Linked DNA regions of Mus musculus: regions 2, 3, 4, 5 and 6 are each linked to region 1. Evidence: chromatin contacts called from public HiChIP or PLAC-seq and promoter capture Hi-C data. All regions are on one chromosome and are shown on one strand. Each heading gives the region's core, a stretch centred on a gene start, on an enhancer-like site or on the middle of the called end of the contact. The rest is flanking DNA. Distances are from core to core; before and after follow the strand shown.

Evidence for each region. Promoter capture Hi-C pulls out the DNA fragments that hold promoters and counts their contacts. HiChIP or PLAC-seq counts read pairs in DNA pulled down with a chosen protein or histone mark.
Region 2: a contact with region 1 is called in an H3K27ac HiChIP or PLAC-seq map of large pre-B cells, with 2.8 times the contacts expected there. The contact joins the promoter of Camkk2 here to the promoter of Zcchc8 in region 1. A contact is called at or near these places in 4 of 39 promoter capture datasets (cranial neural crest, liver, maxillary cranial neural crest and 1 more) and 1 of 115 datasets of contacts at active chromatin or transcription factors (large pre-B cells).
Region 3: a promoter capture Hi-C map of liver shows a contact between it and region 1, with 3 times the contacts expected there. The contact joins the promoter of Anapc5 here to the promoter of Zcchc8 in region 1. A contact is called at or near these places in 2 of 39 promoter capture datasets (the C10 cell line and liver) and 1 of 115 datasets of contacts at active chromatin or transcription factors (large pre-B cells).
Region 4: a promoter capture Hi-C map of pre-B cells shows a contact between it and region 1, with 7 times the contacts expected there. The contact joins the promoter of Rnf34 here to the promoter of Zcchc8 in region 1. A contact is called at or near these places in 4 of 39 promoter capture datasets (the 3T3-L1 cell line, cranial neural crest, liver and 1 more) and 1 of 115 datasets of contacts at active chromatin or transcription factors (astrocytes).
Region 5: an H3K4me3 HiChIP or PLAC-seq map of bone marrow-derived macrophages shows a contact between it and region 1, with 8 times the contacts expected there. The contact joins the promoter of Orai1 here to the promoter of Zcchc8 in region 1. A contact is called at or near these places in 2 of 39 promoter capture datasets (the C10 cell line and pre-B cells) and 1 of 115 datasets of contacts at active chromatin or transcription factors (bone marrow-derived macrophages).
Region 6: a promoter capture Hi-C map of pre-B cells shows a contact between it and region 1, with 2.7 times the contacts expected there. The contact joins the promoter of Setd1b here to the promoter of Zcchc8 in region 1. A contact is called at or near these places in 3 of 39 promoter capture datasets (cranial neural crest, frontonasal cranial neural crest and pre-B cells) and 1 of 115 datasets of contacts at active chromatin or transcription factors (bone marrow-derived dendritic cells).

What each region holds. Positions count from the first base shown.
Region 1 is chr5:123,719,243-123,722,801 of GRCm38.p6, forward strand. It overlaps Zcchc8 (zinc finger, CCHC domain containing 8), which reads right to left and starts at 1,802. Exons shown (of 14, transcript NM_027494.3): 1 at 1,481-1,802; 2 at 250-292. The coding sequence starts at 1,688.
Region 2 is chr5:122,777,823-122,781,381 of GRCm38.p6, forward strand. It overlaps Camkk2 (calcium/calmodulin-dependent protein kinase kinase 2, beta), which reads right to left and starts at 1,588. Exons shown (of 17, transcript NM_001199676.1): 1 at 1,430-1,588.
Region 3 is chr5:122,819,385-122,822,943 of GRCm38.p6, forward strand. Anapc5 (anaphase-promoting complex subunit 5) reads right to left here and starts at 1,958. Exons shown (of 17, transcript NM_021505.3): 1 at 1,596-1,958; 2 at 224-303. The coding sequence starts at 1,766.
Region 4 is chr5:122,848,465-122,852,023 of GRCm38.p6, forward strand. Rnf34 (ring finger protein 34) reads left to right here and starts at 1,724. Exons shown (of 6, transcript NM_030564.1): 1 at 1,724-1,834. The coding sequence starts at 1,829. Gm33044 (predicted gene, 33044) reads right to left here and starts at 1,472. Exons shown (of 2, transcript NR_169045.1): 1 at 1,369-1,472; 2 at 986-1,281.
Region 5 is chr5:123,013,219-123,016,777 of GRCm38.p6, forward strand. Orai1 (ORAI calcium release-activated calcium modulator 1) reads left to right here and starts at 1,856. Exons shown (of 2, transcript NM_175423.3): 1 at 1,856-2,348. The coding sequence starts at 2,040. Gm2479 (a long non-coding RNA gene) reads right to left here and starts at 1,809. Exons shown (of 3, transcript XR_387710.4): 1 at 1,509-1,809.
Region 6 is chr5:123,140,593-123,144,151 of GRCm38.p6, forward strand. Setd1b (SET domain containing 1B) reads left to right here and starts at 1,601. Exons shown (of 17, transcript NM_001040398.2): 1 at 1,601-1,862; 2 at 2,351-2,535; 3 at 2,764-2,862; 4 at 3,489-3,559. The coding sequence starts at 2,365. It also overlaps a transcript of Rhof not described here.

The DNA of each region.
Region 1 (3,559 bases), core at 552-3,051:
AACTTGCTTCTCTGAATTGTCAAGCAAAAATTTCTGGATTGAGGAAAAAGACCCACTAAGTCTGTTTAGACATTTAACCCACTTACCAGAATTCCTTTATACCCCTAAGTCAACAATAAAGAACCGTTACTGAATTCTTCATTGGATTCTGAGTTGTGGATGATACAAAAATTCCTTTTTCTACAAGGATGCTGTGACTAGAGAAGGAGAGCCAAGAGGCAGCTCGTGTGTAATTTCAAGATGTCATACCTGGGTCTTGTCAGAATGTTCAACTTTCTTTTAAGTTCTTGATGTTATTACTGGTTAAGGAATATCAGTCCTCAGGACATAACAACCAACCACTAAAACTTTCACTTTTGTTATCCAAATGACATAAATGTAAAGGAAGGCCCCGTAATCAGTACTTTGAAGGAAAAACACTGGGTACATGTTTTGCCGAGGGCAGGACAACTGGACCTGAACATTAAATAAGGTCTTCATCTCTTTGAACATATATTCTAAGACATGGTCCTGGAGTTCAGAAACAGTCTAAGAGATGAACCAAAAATTTCAGTTAGACCGCGGTGTTCCCGGAACAAGTTGAAGCAATTAAGAAAAATTTCCACGTCAAAGCATAAAGATAAATGATAAAGTTAATATAGCAAAATGTTTGCAAGAATGTGAGAGAACCCCTACGGATATGAAATACACAATCCTTTCAACTCTCTAGTATTTTATAAATTTTCATAATAAAGTGTGTCACGGAAAATGGTTTCATGAAAAAAAAATCAGACTTGAACTTCAAAAGTTGACATAACAACCATGCTCAGGGTTCAGGCTAAGTTCCAAAAGGAAAGTTACCTGAACCAAAACTACCTAAGAACGGGAAATTAACATACTAGCAAACCCACAAACGTTATAATCACGTTAATAAAGTCAAAGGGAATTTTGGCGCGTTTTTCCCGGAGCACCGGGAGGCAAGTTAGCTCAAGAAATCAAAACGATCTGGACAATTTAGCAAGTCTCTTCGCATGCTAAATCTTTAAGGTCGTCCCCCCCGCGCCCCGATTCTCCATCACAGTGGGCACTCGTAGCTTTCGTCCCTCCACAAATCATCCCACTCCCCGGCTGCGACGCCCCGCACCTTCAAACGCACAACTACACTACGACTCGTCTCTTCTCGAGCTTGGCACGCAAAGTTAGAAAACACGGTGACCTCCAAGACCGGGAGAGAAGTGTCTCCAGTGTCACAACAGTTGAGAGCAGCTTTGAGTTGGGGGGCCAGGGTGGTGTGCACTGGAGGACGCTCGCGGGGAAGGGATCGCGCGCGGGCCGCGGATGCAGCTTCTGCAACCGGACCGAGACTCCCGCCCGCCCGCCAGGTCGCGGGAGGAAGGACTTCGAATGCTAATCTTCTTGGAAATTCCGCCGTGTCCCCCGCCCGCCGCCACCCAGACCCCGAGTGCCAAGTGACACCCGGCCCATCGCGCCGGAAGGATATTCTCGGCGCGGAGCTGCTCGATGGTGGCCTCGCAGCGCCGGAGCTGCTCCTGCAGCTCCGCATCGCCCACCCCGTTCTCGTCGTCGTCGTCGTCCTCTTCCTCCTCGTCGTCCTTGAACCGGGTGTGAACGGGCTTCGGCGTCGACTCCTCTGGTGGGTCAAACGCCTCGAAGAGCTCTAGGTCGCCAAAATCCACACCGGCCGCCATCTTGGGCTGTGGGAAAGCTTGGAGGGCAGGGGGCGAAGGTTGGAGGCCAGAGCCGCTCTCCCTGGAGGCTTTTCTCCACACACAGGCCTCCAAAGCCGTCTAGGGGCGGGTCCTGGACGGAGACTACAACTCCCAGAATGCCAAGGCCGCCCTCATGCCTCTTTCCGAATGGGCCACAGAGCGTGGCATTCTGGGATATGTAGTTTCTAAGCGACGGGACTCATTGTTTGCGTTGCACACTGGGATTGCTCTTTTTAAAAAAACGGTTCTGAATGAGTTAAAACAATATGGATTGTCCCCGTTAGGCGTTTAAAGCTGAAGGAATCAAAGCCGGATACATGGCTTTGACAAAATGTGGTGCGGTTCCCCAGCGTCGAAAAGAGAAGACAGGAACTCTACCTTTGCCGTAGATAAATGTGCTCTCAGACACAAGCCACTTTATTTTGCTTGTTTCATTTGTAAATGAATGAAAAATGAAGTTATTCCACTGCCTACTCTCATGAACTCCTATCAGGGACGAAACAAACAGAAAAACCAGAAAACCCTTTATTATGTTTCTACTTTCATATGCCGCTGGATTTGAATGGATATTTTCGTCATCACATGTTAAAATCACCGGAAATTATAACCTGTAACAAATAATGTCAGGTTAGTTATGGTCTCTGTTGGAGGCCAGCTCCTGTAGCGCGTTTAGTGATCCAAGGAGGGGTTGATGATATTAATGTAAATCAGACAGACAGACACAAACACACACACACACACACACACACACACACACACACACACACACACACGGTGAAGCAAGGCTTCAACAAGCGTCAACAACTTTATTACTTCTCCCATAACTTATATCTTCCAGCAAAATCTCCCAAGTAGTACAAAGATTACAATGTGGCTACATTTTGTAAGTGAATGATTATAATAAATACACAAGCAAAAAAAAAACCCCAAAAACAAAACAAACAACCCCCCCCCCCAAACCCAGCATGTTACACCATACCTTTTACAAGATTGAAAGTCTTAGGTATTATAAGTGAAAAAAAAAATTAAATAAATTATAATAGATTAAGTGTAAGCAAGCAAGCTACTTTTTCTCAGCCAGTTCTTGTACTACCAGGCTACAATTTGCAGTTATAATGAAAAGATCAATTATTTATCTTTTAAAATAATCTTATAAAAGAGTATTTAGAATCAGAAATCTAAGCTTGTGTGTGTGTATGGTGTCTGTGTGTGTGTGCACGCATGCACACAGAGGCAAGGTTTTTCTGTGTACCCGTGGTTGACCTGGAACTTCTGTGTACCCATGGTTGTCCTGGAACTAGCTCTGTAGACCAGGCTGTCCTCAAACTCACCAGCCTCTGCCTCCCAGGTCCTGGGTTTAAAGACTTAAGCTACCACCACCTTCCTACTTTAAATCCTCAGTTGTACACCCACTCACTGATTTTTTTTTATCAAATTATATCAGGAAGATAAAGGTAAAAATAGATACAAGTAATTATCACTTGATGACCCATCCAGCCTTAGCAAGAAAGCCACATAAGCTAAGAACTAGCTCAGCTACCATTGTTCTTGTTCCCTGACCTCAAAAAAATTCCTGGTTCAACTTTCAAAAGTATACCAGTCTGGATATTAAATTGTTCCCCAAAGTCCTATATATCAAAGCAAAAACTTTTTTTTTTTTTTTAGTATTTTATTTTTATTTTATACGCATTGGTGTTTCACTTCATGTATGGCTGGATGAGGGTGTCAGGTCCCATAGAACTGGAGTTACAGATAGTTGTGAGCTGCCATGTGGGTGGCATGAATTGAACTCAGGTCTACTGGAAGAGCAGCCAGTGCTCTTAACTTCTGAGTCATCTCTCCAGTCCCTA
Region 2 (3,559 bases), core at 338-2,837, 940 kb before region 1:
TTTGCCACACATCAAGAACTCAATGAATGTTAATGAGGGGGTGGGAGTGTAAGCTCACTAGTTAAAGGTGGGCTTAGCCTGCTGCTGGCACTGGGTTCTATTCCTGGCATAAATGAAAAATGTAATTACGGTTATCCAAGGTAGGGGCTCATCATATGACGGGGTTTTCTTTTGTTTTTGTGTTTTGTTTTGTTTTGTGGTTTTTCGAGACAGGCTTTCTCTGTGTAGCCCTGGCTGTCCTGGAACTCACTTTGTAGACCAGGGTGGCCTCGAACTCAGAAATGCACCTGCCTCTGCCTCCCGAGTGCTGGGATTAAAAGTGTATGCCACCATGGCCCGGCATATGACATTTTTGATGAAGTGTACAGCAGTAGAGTGTACAAGGAGGGGGATCGGGCAAACTGAAGCTGCTTCTGTACACTGATAGCACGATCTATTCTGAAACCGCAGTTTCTGTGGGTTTGGGAACAGCGGCAGCCCCTGCCACTTCCAAAGAACAAAGGAGCTGTGGGGAGGCAGAGCAATCCTCCTCTAGGTCCTGTGGGGGCAGAGTCAGGAGGAGGAGTAAAAGACATCATTAATGCCCCAGGGCACCTGAAGTTTCTACTCCAGGACTGGGGGAACATCACAGAGGAGGTTGAGGAAGGTAAAAGTTGCATCTAGGGTAATGAATGCGGAGCATGACCCACCCACCCCCAGATCAGGAGGCTGTTTGCCCATGGCACCTGAGATGTCCTCCACCCCCTGCTCCATCCCCCTGCAAAGTGCCACCTCTTCATCTCCAAGTGAGAGCAGCCGGGGAGGAGGCTGACAGAGCTGTGAAAACACCCCGTTTCCCAAACTGGGCATTCAGGGGGTGGGGAGAACCCTGGCATAGCCCCGGTGATAGCGGGGCACCACCACCCCAGGGCTGTGCCAGAGGGAGCCGGCAGGCACTCTTTATGCATCGCGCGCTGCAGCCCAGAGGTAAATTTAGGTCAAAAGGATCAAGTCGGCCTGTGAGGTCGGGGTGATCAGAGGGCAGACTCGGGTCCAAGCCCCTAGGACCAGGGTCCTCCCCGTGCCTGGCAGCCTGCGGAGGTGGGACGCTCCCGCGCGCTCAGGTTCCGCACCTGTCAAGCGCCAGGGGTGGCCTAGGCCATCGCTGGGATCCGGGACCGCCCTGGCCGGCGGACCTTGGTGCGGAACTCCTGGCCGGCTCCTGCCGCCGGACCCCAAGCGCCGCCCGGCTCCGGAGGCCAGGGGGAAAGGGGGCGCAGCCCTCCACGTGGCGGGGCGCGGGGCGGCGCACGTGGGGTCCCCTCGGGGCCCGCCTCTGGGCTGTGTCTGCCGGCTCCCGCGCGCGTCCGGGACCCAAAGACCCACGGGGAGGTTGCGTCCCTCCCCCACCCACCCCCGACTCAGCCCGGCCCGCCTCGGGCCAGCTCACCTGGGCTCCGCGCCGCCGCCTCCCGCGCTCTGCGCCCCCGGCTCGGCTTGGCTCGGCTTGGCTCGGCTCGGCTCGGTCCGGTTCGGCTCTCCACGGGAGGAGCCGCCCGGGCTTCGGCTCGCGCGCGGCGCGGCGGCGCCTCGGGCTCCTTGCTGATTGGCCAAGGACCCGGCGTGGAGCGCGCGTGCCCGCCGCAGCCTCGGCCGCGCGCGCCGGGTCCCGCGGAGACTTAAGTAGCGGCGGGGCGGAGGTGGAGGCGGGAGGGGGGGTGGGGGGAAGGAGGCGACAGGAAGCGAGGCCCGACTCGCGCAGGGGCGAACAGGCCGCAAGTTTGGGAGTGGGTCTCGGTTCCTGCGAGATGCTCCACGCCGCTTTGTCCCTGAGCGTGGAGAAGTTCCCCCAAAGGCGACGGGGGAAAACCCAGGAGCCGTCTGGCGGTTCCCTCCCTGGATTTCGGGGCAACGCCCATTATGGGGAAACCCTTCCGCAGCCACCACCCCTCTGACCACTGCTGCAGGCTCGCCCTAAAATGCATCACTCACTCTGAACAGCCCAGCGAAGTTCTAGGTCTCTCCACAAGACTGACCAAACATTCTTCCCCTTTTTGACGGTTTACTTTGCTGGAGCCTTAAAATATTTAGTCTCCCAGTTGGGTAACAACGGAGAAAAAAAAGGGTATTTCAAGGGCTCGCTCACCCGGTGGCCTTGGATGTGGGGGGCCGGTGAACTCAGACTCGGATGTTCACCAGTGGCTGTCTGCATGCATGTTTCTGCCGGCAGCCAAAGGGTTGAGATGTCAAATTCACTAAGAATTCAAAGCTCTTTGTCAACTGGGTCGATTTTCAGCCCTCAATAAATTATTGCCATATTTCTAGGCTGGGCACTCACAAACAGTCCCCAGGACCGGACAAATAAACTCAATGAGCGTTCTAATGAGATGACCACCTCTGATACTGCTAAGCGCTCTTCCATTTATTTGTTAGTAGTAGCAACTGGAGCGAGACGAAGTGGAATAGTACACAATAGTTAAAAGGACTGTTAGATCTATTTGTACCCCCACAGGAAAAGGAAAACAAAAACATGTAGCGTAAGACAGCAAGCTGCAGGAGACAGTATCATGCACAGTTTGCGTGTCTTTTTAAGCCCCACTCTTGACTGACTTCCTGAGGAGACATGAACAAATGCCTATTCACCCAAAATAGGGCGCCGACAACAGATCAAAAACATCCAAGCCCAGCTTGGTGAACCAATGGGTTTATTGGGCTTACTCATCTCCAGCATGGACAGTGACCTGCCAGAAGGAGTGTCTCCTTCGTTTACCCACCCCTTTATATTCTCTAGCATCTCCCGGGGCCAGGTGCTGTTGGAGGTCTGCACAGGAGGAGAGGCGGGAGCAACTGTAATCTCAGGTGAGGGTCTAATGACTCTCCCCATTTCTTCCCTAGAGGGTGGATAATAGCCTCTCTCCAGTAAGGGACGGGTGCAGAGGCAAGCACAGATGCTCTGATTTCAAGAGGGACATGTTCTATGACCTCCACACGGTGTATGCTTATGGACACAAGCTTGTGCGAACGTCAAAGAGAATCGGTTCATGTTAGATGCATGATGGTCTGACATCAAGACGGAAGTAGGCAGCTAGAGGGGTAGCTCAGAGGTAGAGGACTTGCCTACCAGGTAGGAGGTAACGGTAAGGAAACCGGCTGGATAGCCTGGCGTGGTGGCGCACGCCTTTAATCCCAGCACTCGGGAGGCAGAGGCAGGCGGATTTCTGAGTTCGAGGCCAGCCTGGTCTAGAGTGAGTTCCAGGACAGCCAGGGCCATACAGAGAAACCCTGTCTTGAACCCCTCCCCCCCAAAAAAGGAAGCGGGCTGGAGAGATGGCTCCGTAGTTAAGAGCACCCACCAGCTGCTCTTGCAAAGGATCTAGGTTCGATTCCCAGTATCCACATGATGGGTCACAACCTCTGGAACCCCAGTTCCAGGGGATCTGACGCCCTCTTCTGGCCTTCTCAGGCAGAGCATGCATGTGGTTCGCAGACATGCATTGAGGAAAAACACCCATACACATGGAATAAAAATAAAGGAAGGTGGGTCGGGCACTTTTAACCCCAGTATTTGGGAGGCATGGGG
Region 3 (3,559 bases), core at 708-3,207, 900 kb before region 1:
CAGGAGGACTTTGAACTTCTGTTCTTCCTGCCTCTAGCCCCCAAAGGCATGGGTTACAGCTGTGGACCACTATGTCTAGTTTAAAGTGCTGGGCATGGAACCCAGGCCTTGTGCACAAGAGGCAAGCACGTTACCAACAGAGCCACGCCCCTATCATCTTAGACTTAACTGCTCCCCACTCCTTGGTAATCTTCACCCAGCCCTTTGCAGAGAGAAAGTTCACCTGATCTGCACTGAATTTGCCAGCTGAGGACACGATTCTTCAATTAGCTTGTACAGCTTTGACAGTGTAATATCTGGGCCCTGTGTAAAGGAGAAAATAAGGTTAGAGATAACGGGCAAAGAGCTTCGGACTGAGAAACGACTGAAAAGAGTCATTTATCAATCATTCCAAACGAGACACATGGAATCAGGATTTTCCTGACTATGCAAAATACGAAGACATACTTCACATTTGTAGATTGGTTTTAGTCAATGGAATAATCTATTAAAAAAAAAAGGAGAAAGAAAAATGAACAGGATTTATAGGATAAGGCTCTCTTTCCTTTGTTACTCTTAACAGGCAACGCTGAGCCCGTCTCCATCAGTTAAATGGACTTAATAATCACTATCTCCTTTGTCTGTGGAAAAGTTAAGTGGGAGACTGTGAAAGGCTTTGCACACCGGGAAGCACTATACAAAGGTGGGTGCTCTAGTTCTCCTGAGTATAAACACATTTCATCGTTTTCTGAACTGGGGAAGGAAGGCTAACCCAGAAGCAGAGCCTTCTCTAGACAAGGTTTAAAATTACTCACTGGGGCCATTTTTAGAAAGTCAGTGTTTACACCACTCTAGATGTAGGTAACCCAACTCGACTTCTTGGGAAATTGTATTTGACATATACTATTTTAAGATTGCCTGTATGGCTGGGTATACAGCTCTAATCTCAGCACTCAGGAGACAAAGGCAGGGGGATCTCTTGAGTTGGAGGCCACCCTGGTCTACAGAGCGAGTTCCAAGACATCCAGGGCAACACAAAGAAACCCTGTCTTGAAAAACAAACCACGGGTTGGTGAGATGGCTCAGCGGTTAAGAGCACTGACTGCTCTTCTGAAGGTCCTGAGTTCAAATCCCAGCAACCACATGGTGACTCACAACCATCTGTAATGAAATCTGACCCCCTCTTCTGGGGTGTCTGAAGACAACTACAGTGTACTTACATATAATAAATAAACAAGTTAGAAAAAAAGAAAAACAAACCACTACAAAGTGAGTTCCAGGACAGAGAAACCCTGTCTCGAAAAACCAAAAAAAACCCAAAAACAAACAAAAAAAGACAAACAAACCAAACTAAAAGAACCTATATGTTAAAACAAAAACAAAAAAAAAAACCCTCAAAACTTATCATTTATAGGAAAAGAGTTAAACCATGCCGGTTAGCTTAGGATGAAATATCATGCAGTTGCTAGTGTTCTTTTTCAGTGACAAGATGAAGCCCCGCCCCCAGGGCCCCTCCCCCGGGGCTGGACCTTCCCTGCCCTCCAGCTCAGGGCGGGGCCCACGCGAAGCGCGCGCGCGCGTGCGGTAATGGGCGGGAAAGAGCGGGCGCCCCTCACCTGCAGCAGGGGCAGGAGCAGCTGGTTGAGCTTCCGCCGCTCCACGAGGCTGACGGCGCCCTCGCCCGTGCGGCCCATCTCGTTGAGCAGCACCAGGACGGCGATCTTATAGGGCGTCACCCAGTCCTTGATGCCAAACAAGTTGGCGTGCACTACCCCGTTGGTCATCATCGGGCTGAAGTCCTGGCTCTTCGTGGACGCCGGCAAGGACAGGCCCTCTCCAGGCCTGCCACGCGCCGCGCCCACGAGCCGCCTTTACGCCATGGCTGCAGCCGCCCGGCACCTTAACCCGCCCAAGACTGTTTCCCACAGTAGCGGGGGCCTCAGTGTCCCTCTCCCACCCCGGCGGTGCCTTCGACCAATCAAAGACCAGAAGGAAGACTGACAGCCAATCAAAACAGCCAAACCTGTAGTGAGCGGGGGTAGGGGAGGGGGTGGGACATAAATGGTGTTATGGCAAATCGGTTCCCTACAGAAACGCTCAACCAAGGCGACCAGGTTCCTAGTCGACGTGGACAGGGATCTGGGAGGAAGACGCAGGGATTTTGATCAGAGACAGCGTGAACTACAGGCCACGCGTGTATTTATTTAATTTGATCTTCCTTCTCGCCCCCATTTAATTGCATCTTTGCCTCTAGCGGTACACGAAATTGAACAAGACACCTCGCCTGTATATGTGTATACCAGGGAAGCTCTCTTAACAAAGACCTTCAGCTGAAGCGATGCTCCTCCCCTTTTGGAGAAAAAAAAAAAAAAACTTACTAAGTAGCATAAACTGGCCTTGAACTCGCGACAATAGCTGAGATGATTTGAATGATCTACCCTGCCCAAAAGACATTTTTAAATCATTGTATTTAAAAGCAATGGGATTAAATTGGCATGTTTAAATTATATTTGCATACTAGATGTGATAGCTCCCTGCCTCTTACTCCAGCAACCTGGAGGCACAGGCAGTGGCAAGCACATCTCCATAAATTCGAGGCCAACCTGGTCTATAAAGCCAGTTCCAGGCCAGCTAGGTCTGCATAGTTAAGAAGACCCTGCCTCAAAAAACTTTTTTTTCGCTAGGCAATGATGGCACACGACTTTAATCCCAGAACGTGGGAGGCAGAGACAGACAGATTTCTTTTCTGAGTTCAAGGCCAGCTTGGTCTACAGAGTGAGTTCCAGGACAGCCAGGGCTACACAGAGAAACCCTGTCTAGAAAAACAAAAACAAAAAGCATTTTTTTCACTCATATTAAATTTTTTTGATACAAGGTGTCACCATGCAGCCCTTTGTAGAACCTGCCTCTGCCTCCCTACTAGCAGTAGGGAGCCACCATGCCTGTCCTTATTCTCCTTTTGTAAGGACAAGAGCCCATGTTTTTCTTCAACATCTCACAAATGCCATTTGTAGGCAGCTACGTGTCAGTTTGCAAGTGCGATACCCATAGTGAAACAAAAGGTAAGACCACCTTCTTGTGAATGGATATCTGTATCCCACCTAAGTCACTACAAAGTCCAACATCAGGTAAATGAAGCTCTTAAAACCAACCCCCGGTCTACAGTATTTTCAGTCTGACTTTTCACAATGCCCCTTCTACTTATCTGTATTTCTCAAGACACTTAGTTCTCTAGAGCTTAAAGTATTATTATCAGGGCTGAAGAAACAGCCCGGTTGTTAAGAGCACTAGAGCACTTGCTGTTCTTGCAGAGAAATTGGGTTTGGTTCCCAGAACCCACATGGTCCATCAGTATCTTCTGGCTTCTGCGGGCACCAGACAGCCATGTGGTACAGAGATATATATGCAGGCAAAGTACTCGTACAAATAAAATAAAAATAAATAAGTATTTTAAAATAAAAATATTATCAGTGATTAGTCATTCTCAGTAGTTTTCATAGCTCTTTATTTTTTAAAGTTTTTTAAAAGATTTATTTATTTATGTATGTATATGAGTACACTGTAGCTGTACAGATAGTTG
Region 4 (3,559 bases), core at 474-2,973, 870 kb before region 1:
CTTGTCCTCTGTGTAAGCCCTGGTTGTCCTGGAGCTTTCTCAGTAGGCAGGCTGTTCTTGAACTCACAGAGACCCACTGCCTCTTGCCTCCTGAGTGCCAGACAAGATATTACATTATCTCAATAGAGCCTGAAGAAAAATAGGCTTGACATAGTCCAAGGACATAGCATGCTATGGTTTGTTTTGTTTTGAGCCAGGGTCTGACGATGTAAAGTGGCTGGTCTGGAATTCAGAGACATTCACCTGCCTCTGCCATCCTGGGTTTAAAGGCCTGTGCCACTGCACCCAGCTGTATTCGTGTTCTGTCAAAAAGTTCATCTAAGCAGATGTTGAAAAAGAATAGAACAGGGGCTGGCTCAGCGGTTAAGAGCACTTGCTGTTCTTACAGAGGACTTGGGTTTGGTTTCTAACACTCACATAGTGGTTCACAACTGTAATTCAGTTGCAGGGCATCCAACATCCTCATCTGACTTCCCTGATCACTGTACACATGTGGTGCACAGATACACATGCAGGCAAAACCAGATACAAAGAATTTTAAAGTATTATTATTATTATAAGAATAGGAGTTGTCTGGGTCTTCGCTAAGGAAGAAGTAACATCTTGAGCTCTAAAATTTCAATTATTATTATTATTTTATTATTTTTTAAGACAGGGTTTCTCTGTATAGCCCTGGCTGTCCTGGAGCTCACTTTGTAGACCAGGCTGGCCTCGAACTCAGAAATCCGCCTACCTCTGCCTCCCAAGTGCTGGGACTAAAGGTGTGTGCCACCACGCCCGACCTCAAATATTATTTTGAAGTGAGAGAAAGAAATGTAGGAAAACCAACTAATTAAAGCCTTAATCCAGCAAGGCTGAAGAAATTTATACCATCTTTTGCCACTTGTTTTTCTGCCCCGACGTCAGTTTGAAGGGATCATGTGAATTCTTTGAAAGGGTTAGTTAGTACTTGGGTAAATTTGAACATTACATCAATTGGACGCAGTTGTGGTGGAACACATCTTTAATCTCAAGCACTCGGAAGGCAGAGAGGCAGGCATGATTTCTCTGAGTTCCAAGCCAGCCTGGTGTAAACTGGGAGTTCTCTGGCCAGCACAGCCAGGAAAAAATCTTGTCTAAAAAGAAAACCGCACACACACACATACGAACCGAACGACAAAGAATTGGAATTGGACAGCCTTTGGTTCTTCAGCCGTTCTCAGTACATCTTCTAAATGGCTCGCCCTAGATCGTGCTGCCCCTCTTCCTTGAGGAGATCCGAGGTTCTCCTGGTGATGAGATCTAGAACATTCGGAGAATGGGTTAAGCCCGAGAGAGGCCCTGCTCCGCAGGTTAGAATAAAAGCTTCAAACCAACAGTGTTTCCTACTTCACCACAGCTCTTTTTCTGCCTCGGGCCGAGGGAAGCTATCCACCCAAAATAGGAAGCCAATTCAGCCTGAGCGGCTTTCTCTCCGACAGACCGGGCGTCACGTCGCGTCACGCCCCGCCCCGCCCCTCTTCGCCCCGCCCCGTTTCCCTCCGCCCCTCCCCTCTCCCCTTCGCTCGCAAGACTGCGCCCGAAACCCCGCCCCTTCTTCACCATTTCATTGGCTTTGGTGATCGGGCCCCCCGAAGACCCGCTTCGGATTGGTGGGCTCCGCCCGCCGCTCGGCGTCTTCCCGGGGCGTGAGCCGAGCGTGGCCATGCCCCCTTACGTAGGGACGCTCAGTGGGTCTCGGGAGGCGCCGCATTCGCCGCCTTAGAAGGAAGGAAGATCCGTTGTGTGAGGAGGCTGCTATGGTGCTGAGTTCCCCGGTAGAGCCGACCGAGCCGAGGCGGTCGCGGCCATGAAGGTGAGGGGCTGGTGGAGCCGGGAGGCTCTCCTTGCCTCTCCCGTACGCCCAGAGCGCTTCCTGTTTTCCGTCTCAGCGGTTACCCAGAGGGGCTTCGTGAGAGACCACCACGTAGCGGGGCGCCCGGCCCGAAGTGTGTGTGGGGCCCCGACCGGTTCCAGCCGGAGAGGCCAGGCAGCAGACCCTCCCGAGCTCCCACAGCGCCCTCCGGCGTCCTGGCCGAGGAGGCGGCTAGTGGCCCTGCGGTCTCAGCCCGCTGGGCCCTGTTCCCAGGGCCCTGTGCTCTTCTCGGGGTCCCGAGCTTTTTTTTAAGCCGCAAGAGCCTCGGTGTCTCTGGCCATGGCTGTGCCCTCTGCCTCCCCCGAGTCCTTGAGCTAACCCAGACTTCGGGGGGTGCATCACGAGACAGAAGGCATAGAGAGCGCTGCGTGGTATGATGAGGCTAGGACCTGAGTGGCCCATGGGGGGTTGGGGGTGTCCTCCTTCAAGGAGTCCTTCCCGTGGGTTTAAATGTTGTGGCCGTGACCTAGAGCGCTAGACGTGTCTACATCGCCACTAGGTACGCAGCAAGTAATTTGGCAGCCTTGCTCCCAGGTGGGAGTGAGAGCGTGGGAGAATCACTGATAGAAGTTTCAGAAAAGGGCAGGTTTTGTGTGTGTGTATGTGGTGTGTGTGTGTGTGTGTGTGTGATTTTGGCCTACTTAGGGGAGATGAATTTTCTCAACCCCATCGCAGAGAGTTCTAAAGAGGCTGTGTACAGCAGTCAATTCAGGCATTGATTCATTTGCCCAAAATCAAGTCAAATGGCGTGAGTCAGAAGGTGGTGATGTCTTCCCTCACGGTGTTGTATCCATCTCGTGGAAGAAGTAAGTGTGTTGGCTTTGGGCTGCTAGATTGACGACCTTGCACAGAGTGTCAAAGATTTACTGTGGACGATTGAAGAGAGGGTCAAGTGGATAGAGAAATTCAGCAAGTGTTTTGCCCAGCACCTTCACTGCCTTAGTCAAGATGGGGTAGAGGTAATTCAAAATATAATCACCCTGTTTAAGAAAGAGTTTGCCAGTTAAAAGAAAAGAGCCCCTTAAGCATGGTGGCACAAGCCCGTGATCAGCGTTTAGGAGGTAGAGGTGGAGGATTGCTGCATGTTTGAGGCCAAGCAAGTGTTTTCGTGGAAAACCAACCAACAACAATCCCCTGAGAGATAGATCTCAAGTAGCCACATTACAAACTGCAATAATGTAAGGTGTGTGTGTGTGTGTGTAAAAAACTCTCAAGCAAGAAAAATAACCATACCTTCAGTGTTGCGTACCTGTGATCTCAGGCATTTGGGAGCTGGAGGCTGGAGTCAAGACAATTAGTTTTTCACAGGTATTCTTGGCTTTGTAGTAAGTTTGAGTCCAGCTTGCACTGCATGCGGTCCTATTTCAAAACATCAGGTCCCCTGCTGCTGGAATCCTGGCCGAAATTGGGAGTAGGTTAACTTCTTTGTTTTGAGATAGGGTTTCACTGTCAATCCCTGACTGGCCTGGAATTGAGTATGTAGGCTGTCCTCCCTCCTGAATTTGGATTACAAATGTAGGATCTGGAATCAGTGACATTTGAATTGACGTTAAGGATGAGGATATTGTGAAAGCTTTAAAAAATTGTTTAAAAATGTTTTTAGGTTAATGTGTATGAGTGTTTTGCCTGTATGTATGTATGTATGTGTGTGTGTGTATGTGTGTG
Region 5 (3,559 bases), core at 606-3,105, 710 kb before region 1:
AAGGAAAGGTCTTTAGGATAGTTGAGCACAGGTGTAAATGATAATCAGGAATAATAAGCACAAAGCCCATGTAGGAAACAAACCTAATGGGGTGAGATTTCAAATTCCAAGGGCTCAATCTTTTCGTTGTCATTTTATGTTCTGGAGACATTTTTGTTTGTTTGTTTGTTTGTTTTGGTTTTGTTTTGTTTTTCGAGACAGGGTTTCTTTGTATAGCCCTGGCTGTCCTGGAACTCACTCTGTAGACCAGGCTGGCCTCGAACTCAGAAATCTACCTGCCTCTGCCTCTGCCTCCCAAGTACTGGGATTAAAGGCATGCGCTACCACTGCCCAGGGAGACAAAGTCTTTTATGTAGCTGGCCTAGAACTCAGAGATCCTCTTGCCCTGCCTCTGTCTCCCAAGCGCTGGGATTAAAGGCTTGTGCCACCATGCCAGCCCCAAGTTCTCAATCTTTGTAAACCTGGGAAGGCAGCAGCTAGGGGAATCTCAGAAACTCCACAGGAGGCCTCTCTTTTGTGCCATGTGGTTGAGTGAAGGGCTGCCCTCTAGCGGTTGTACAAGAGTTTAACTCTCACACTGTTAGACCTGGAGTGCCACACCACATGCTTAGGATTTATTTGACTGGGATCTAAATTTATCATTTGTTCTTGTTTTTCCCACATGTATTCAGTCAACAAGCATTTCTTCAATGTGGAGTATGTGCCAAGAAACATTCTGAAGGCTGGGGGTTAAAGCGGTGAGACTGCTCTTAACGTGTCCTAAAGTTCCTTAGCCCAGTGCCCTCCCTACCTTACCGGTATCTCCTGAGCCCCACCCTGAACCTCCCTATTTTCCTCTTCCCTTAGGTCCTGGCGCCTATCTTGCTGGCCCAGGTCTCAGCTCAGATGAGACTCCCAAGGTGTGAACCTTTTTAGTCTGCCTCCTGCAGAATAGAAAACGCTACGGAGGGGTCTGGGAATGGCAGGCACAGGCTAATGGCAGGCACATGCTAATGGCAGTAGTCCAGAGGCTTGGGCAGATGGCTCTTTGTGAGTTCGAAGCCAGCCTGGTCTATATAACAAGTTTCAAACCAGGCAGAGCTATGTAGTCTCAAAAATAAATAAATACAAACGGGGGCTAGCATTCTAAAATTAAAATAAAAACCCTGTTACTATCCACCTTTTTTTATCTTTTTTTTTTCTGTACACATTTACAGTCTCCTGAACTATAATTGACTCGATGTTTGTGTGTCTTTTCTACAAGAGTGTTGGCTGCAAGGGTGCAGGGAATTTTGTCCCTCTTGTGTTTCGAGGCAAGGGCTCACTCCTCCTTCAAACTCATTGTTTTCCAGTCTCCTCTATGCTGGGACTCCAGGCACGCATAACATCTTCGGGATCGACTTTGTCCGTCTCAATCACAAGCCTACACCCTGCCCTCGGTGCCTGGGACCGTGTTGGCACCCAATAGACGCTCAATAACCGCTCACTGAACTCTAGTAGCCCTCCGCTTGCTCTTTTTTCCAACAGACCTTTTGCCACCTTGTTCCAAGGAGGAAATAGGCCTCAGGAGGCGCCCAGAGGTGACCTCGGATGGCCTAAGTCAAGAGCTCCGGGAGCAAAGCCACAGGAGCAGCTGCAAAGAGAAGCGAGGCCTGACAGCGTGGGGCGCTTCCAGGAAGGCGAGCCAGGGGCTGGGGGCGGAGCCGTCGGAGGCGGTGCGGGGTACGTCACTCGCACGGACACCGCCCACCGCCTTGTGGGCGGGGTGTGTTCGTGGGTGTGGCGTATGCAAATAACCTCGGGTCGCCGGCCAATCGTGGAGCTCGCGGAGGTGCCGGCTTGGGACCGGACGCCGGTCGGCACGCAGGCTCCGGTCGCGGCCGCTTGGAACTTGCGGAGCGGTTCTGCAGCCAGTGCCTCGGCCTTCGGATCCGGTGCGTCCGGCTGCGGGAGACCGGCTCGAGTGGGAGGCCGGCGGAGGTGCGGCGCGGCCCGGCCCGGCCCCGGGGCCGCAGCCTTCTCAGGCGCTCGCCGCCAGCCGCGCCTTCGCAGCGTACTCCATGCATCCGGAGCCTGCCCCGCCCCCGAGTCACAGCAATCCGGAGCTTCCCGTGAGCGGCGGCAGCAGCACTAGCGGCAGCCGCCGGAGCCGCCGCCGCAGCGGGGACGGGGAGCCCTCGGGGGCCCCACCGCTGCCGCCGCCGCCACCCGCCGTCAGCTACCCGGACTGGATCGGCCAGAGTTACTCCGAGGTGATGAGCCTCAACGAGCACTCGATGCAGGCGCTGTCCTGGCGCAAGCTCTACTTAAGCCGCGCCAAGCTCAAAGCTTCCAGCCGGACCTCGGCTCTGCTCTCCGGCTTCGCCATGGTGAGCTCGGGCCTCCCTGCCCTCCTCCCCTCTTCCTGCTTCGGCCGCTCCCGCCCGCAGCCCCGACGGGGCCCACAGTTGGGAGCGGGCTGGGCGTGCCTGGGGTGAGGGGAAGAGCTGGGGAAAGCTGTCCTAGGCGCCGGAGGGGAGCCAGAGGCTGCTGAGCTGTGAGGGCGAGGTGGACGACCAGAGATAGAGATACCCACGCGCAGGTGTTTTTAGACGGGCACCTTGTCGCGGCAAAGAGGTTAGGGTTACAAAGAATGTTGCTTTCATGAAGTTGCTATGTAAGAAGTCTGCCCTGCATGTAATCAGGGGGACAAGAAGGATGCAAAAGGTCCAGCCCACTGAGGACAGGTGTCAGGAGATGAAGATGAGCTACATTGTGGCCGCGCCTTCTCGCACACCTAAGGCCGGAAGGTATTAACAAGACTTTATCAAATATTGGAGGGGATTTCCCAATACGTTCCACCTCCCCATACTCCACTAACTCTTACTCCCTTTTACACTCCCCACCCCACCGCATTTTCCAAGAGCCTCAGCCTAGGGGTTGAGTGCCACTCCCCACCCTCATTTTCTTCTCTAGAAACTTGCCTCTGAGTCACTGGGTGTGGGGGAGGAGGGTGGGACATGTTCCCCTTGAAAGGGCTCTTGCTTGATGAAGAGGTAGGCATATTTTCCTCCCCTCAAGTCCCAAGAAGGTGGTACGAAGCCTCTGCAGGAGGCGCCCCTGGAGGCTGCAGGTTAGGCACCAGACCTTAACTCTAGGAATACCTTCAGGCTTGCCTGTCTTGGAGTTTGCCTGGAGCTGTTATTATCTTTCGATGACATCAACCTACATCAGTGGGGTCTGCCGCCCCCCCCCTTCACCATCACGGCCGCCTCCCCCCCCCCCCCCCCCCCCCCCGTGAATTAGCTAAGCCTTTGGCCTTGAGGAAGGGAGTGGTTGGCACCCTTGGTTTTCTTGGGAAGGGAGTGTTGTCTGGGTCTCTCCCTGTCGCCTGCAAACAAGTGGATCAACACAGTTGTGAGCCCGGATGCTTTAGAAGCCCACAGTGCACTAGGCCAGAGAGGAAAGGCCAGGAGGTGTGATATAAATTACCCTTCCCAGCTCTGCCACTTGCTGCTTGCCTGTATGACCTCAGGCAAATCAATCTCTCTCTCTCTCTCTCTCTCTCTCCCTCTCTCTCTCTCTCTCTCTCTCTCTCCCT
Region 6 (3,559 bases), core at 351-2,850, 580 kb before region 1:
AACTATACATTTAAAACATTACCTTGTTAAAAAATAGAATTAATAAGATGGTCAGGCTTAAGTGTTTAATAGAGGAAACTATATTTAAAAATTTATTGTTCAGTCAAGAGAATACAGATTAAGACAGCTCCAAGCTCTCCCACCCACCCACCCGAGAAAAAAAAAAAAGGAAAAAAATTAAATATGTCATTTACTTAGGTTTTTTTGAATTCAAAACTGTTAACTGCTGACATTAATAGTGTGCTATGACCTAGTTATACAAGACAAAGATGGATTCCAAGTCATAAGGAAAAATCCAGATCTTTTTAAAAGGTCTTCATTCTTCCAAGTGTGAGTCCTTTGGCAAATGTTAAACACATTCAGGCGTCCTGAACTGGATGGTGGAGTCAAAGGAAAAGCATTCCCCATTTGCAACAAAGGAAAAACCCACTTGGCCATTTAATTCCATTGCAGAAAAATGGCTCCCTCATCTGTTGGCCTCTCCTTGGAGTCTGATGAAGGATGTTTTGAGATCAGCGTCTAATAACTCAAGCCCTATAGAAGCCGCGCGCTGATTGGCTGCCGCACCCTGCCGCCCTGCTCCAGCCAATTACCTACCCACGGCCAAATTACAAACCCCGAAAAGAGCCCCAATATGAAATACACCACCACGAAGCCCCGGCGAGGCGGCTGCTTCGCCTCGGCAGCCCGAGAAGAGAGACCGAGGGCGTCTGCAACCAGATCCACGCGAAAAGCCGGGGAAGCCTACGAGTTGAACTCACAAAATGGAAGCCGAGCGCTGATTGGCCGCCGCCACTCCCGGACCTTTAATAAAGAAAGGGGAAGGAAAATGATAAATGCAAAAAAGGGGACTCTCTGTCGCTGGTGGCTGGAGGAAGGAGGGAGGGAGAAGCATGTGTTCAAGACAATTACTGGGCGCTCCCCTCCAAAAATAAAAACAGAAAGGCAAAAAATAAAAACGAAAAAATAAAGAGAAAGAGCTATCTTCCCCGTCCAGGCGAGGGTTGTATCCTCCCAGGAATGTGAAGGCTAGTGTGGTTCCAAACCTTGGTTTCCCTTCCCCAGCACAGCTCCTGGGAGGGAGGGGGCGTGCGGGCCAAAGAGGAAGCGGGATCGGAGATACCTCGATTGCAAACTCGTTTGGGGTCGACGTCTGCCTCCCCTCCAGGCTTCTAGTAGTCATACACACGATCACCCCCCACTCGAAACCCAGCCCTTTTCGCCGAGACTCCACGCGTCCACCACCGGCCTGGGCAGTTTGGAAACAGTTTGGGAGGCCCTGGGGGCGCACACCGTGGAGTCTTCCGTAGCTGGAAGGGTAGCCCCAGCCGCGGGGGAGATAGAAGCCGTGGAGACCCCCCTCTCCCCCGTCAGCCAAGCCCCCCACCTCAGTCCCAGCAGAATAAATAAATTAAAAGGCCTTCCCCCCGGGGAAGGGGGGGGAGGCAGTGTGGGAGCGCGCGAGTGAGGGGTGGGGGGCCGCTGGGGCCCGGGGCTTTGGCGGCGCAGCTGCCGCCGCCGGGAGAGTGCCTGGGGAAGCGGCGAGGAAGGCGAGGGGAGGAGGAAGAGGAGGAGGAGGAGGAAGAGGAGGAGGGTGAGCACTCGGGTCGGGCTCCTTAGCGGTGTATTGTGGGATGTGCGGCTACTGGGAGCCGAGCCTCCGCCGCCAGCCGCCTCCCGGGCAGCAGCAGCAGCAGCAGCGGCGGCGGCAGCAGCAAGGGCAGCGGCAGCTCGGGGCCCGGCAGCCGCTAAGGCGGCGTCCCCCCCATCCCGGCCCCCGGTCCGGCCGCCCCGGCCTCGGCTCCCGCGGGGGACACCATGTACTGGCTGGCGGCGCAGGGAGGCCGGCGCCCGGCGGGGATGTAAGCGCGGCGCAGGGAAGGGAGGAGAGAGAGAGAGAGAGAGAGAGAGAGAGGCCGCGGTCAGAGGAGCCGGGCAGCCCGAGCCCCCGGCCCCCGCCCGGGCGGGCGACGCCAGGCCCTGCCGCGCGCCCCGCTCCCGAGCCGGGCCGAGCGCCACGCCGGGCGGCTGGCGGCACCATGGGCCGGAGCCCGCGTCCTCCGTGCGTCCCGGACCGCGCCAGCCCGCAGCGGGGGCCCCGGGCAGCCCCTCGCTGCCAGCCGGAGACGGTGGCCGAGCGGGCGGGCGCGTAAACCCTCCGGAAAGGGTTTATTCTCTCGCTCCATTCTTAGATTTTTTTTCCTCGGGAGGCGGGGGGGGGGGGGAGAGGCAGCGAGACAAGCTTTCGGGGCGCGCTGGTAAGGTGGGAGGGGGGTGGGGGCCAGCCGATTGGATTCTCGGGCGAATGTGTAGAAGCGTCGGAGAGGACAACAACTTGCTTGGGTTTCAGGTTGGGTTAACGGCATGGAGAACAGTCACCCCCACCACCACCACCAGCAGCCCCCGCCGCAGCCCGGCCCTTCGGGCGAGAGGAGGAACCACCATTGGAGAAGTTACAAGTTGATGATTGACCCGGCTCTGAAAAAGGGGCACCATAAACTGTACCGCTACGATGGGCAGCATTTCAGCCTGGCCGTGAGTAGCCGGCGCGCCTTCCCGCCACCCCCACCCACCCCCGGTGGAGCCCCCAGACAAGAGGCGAACGGAGGGGGACCCCTCTTCCAGCTACCTGGGCCAACTGTCAGCCAGGACTCCCTCCCCTCAGCCTGGAGTGGGACTGGTGCCTTGAGGGGGGGGGGTCTGCCCCTGCCCCTGGGGAGGGTGCCAGCCCTTCTATACTGAACCCCCTGTCTCTGCCCACAGATGTCCAGCAACCGCCCGGTGGAGATCGTGGAAGATCCCCGGGTGGTCGGAATCTGGACCAAAAACAAGGAGCTGGAGCTGTCTGTGCCCAAATTCAAGGTAGGACCCCTCCTCTCTGTCTTATGGTCCCTCCCCCCCTCCTTCCCCGAGTTCGAAAATAACGCCAGTCCTGACCAAGCCCAGCCGGATTCTTAGTTCCCGCCGTCCAGGACTGGGAAGTTTTGGCGGGGAGGGGGGAGAGGGGTGTCCCCTCCGGGCCACTGTAAACAAAATAACACTCGGAGAAACTGTAACGAGGGCACTGAGACTGTATCATGCCGGCAGAGCTGGGGGCTCCCGGTCCCCACCTGGGTCCTTGCGCACCCAGGGCCCTGGCTCAGGGACCCGCCCCCCTCCCAACCCTTTGGCTTTAAAGGGGACAACTTCCTAGACCAGAGGGTCGTCTGGGATCCAGCAGCAAGGATAGGAGGCCAGAATAGGGGGGTGGGGAAAGAGAAACTGTTTCTTTTTCCCCTTTCCTTTCGAACCCAGAGGACTTCCAGGTTCCAAACGATTTAATCCTCTGCTTCCTAGGCCCGCCCGCATGCTTTTTTTGTTTTCTTTTTTCTTTTTCTTTCTTTTTTTTAACTGCTGGGCAAGTGAGGCGTGCTTGTGTTTTCTCTTTGGTTTTAATGTTTTCCAAACTCCCTCCCCCCCCCCCCCACCTCGGCCGCGGCCCCTGGCAGATCGATGAGTTCTACGTGGGCCCTGTGCCTCCAAAGCAGGTGACATTTGCCAAGCTGAATGACAACGTCCG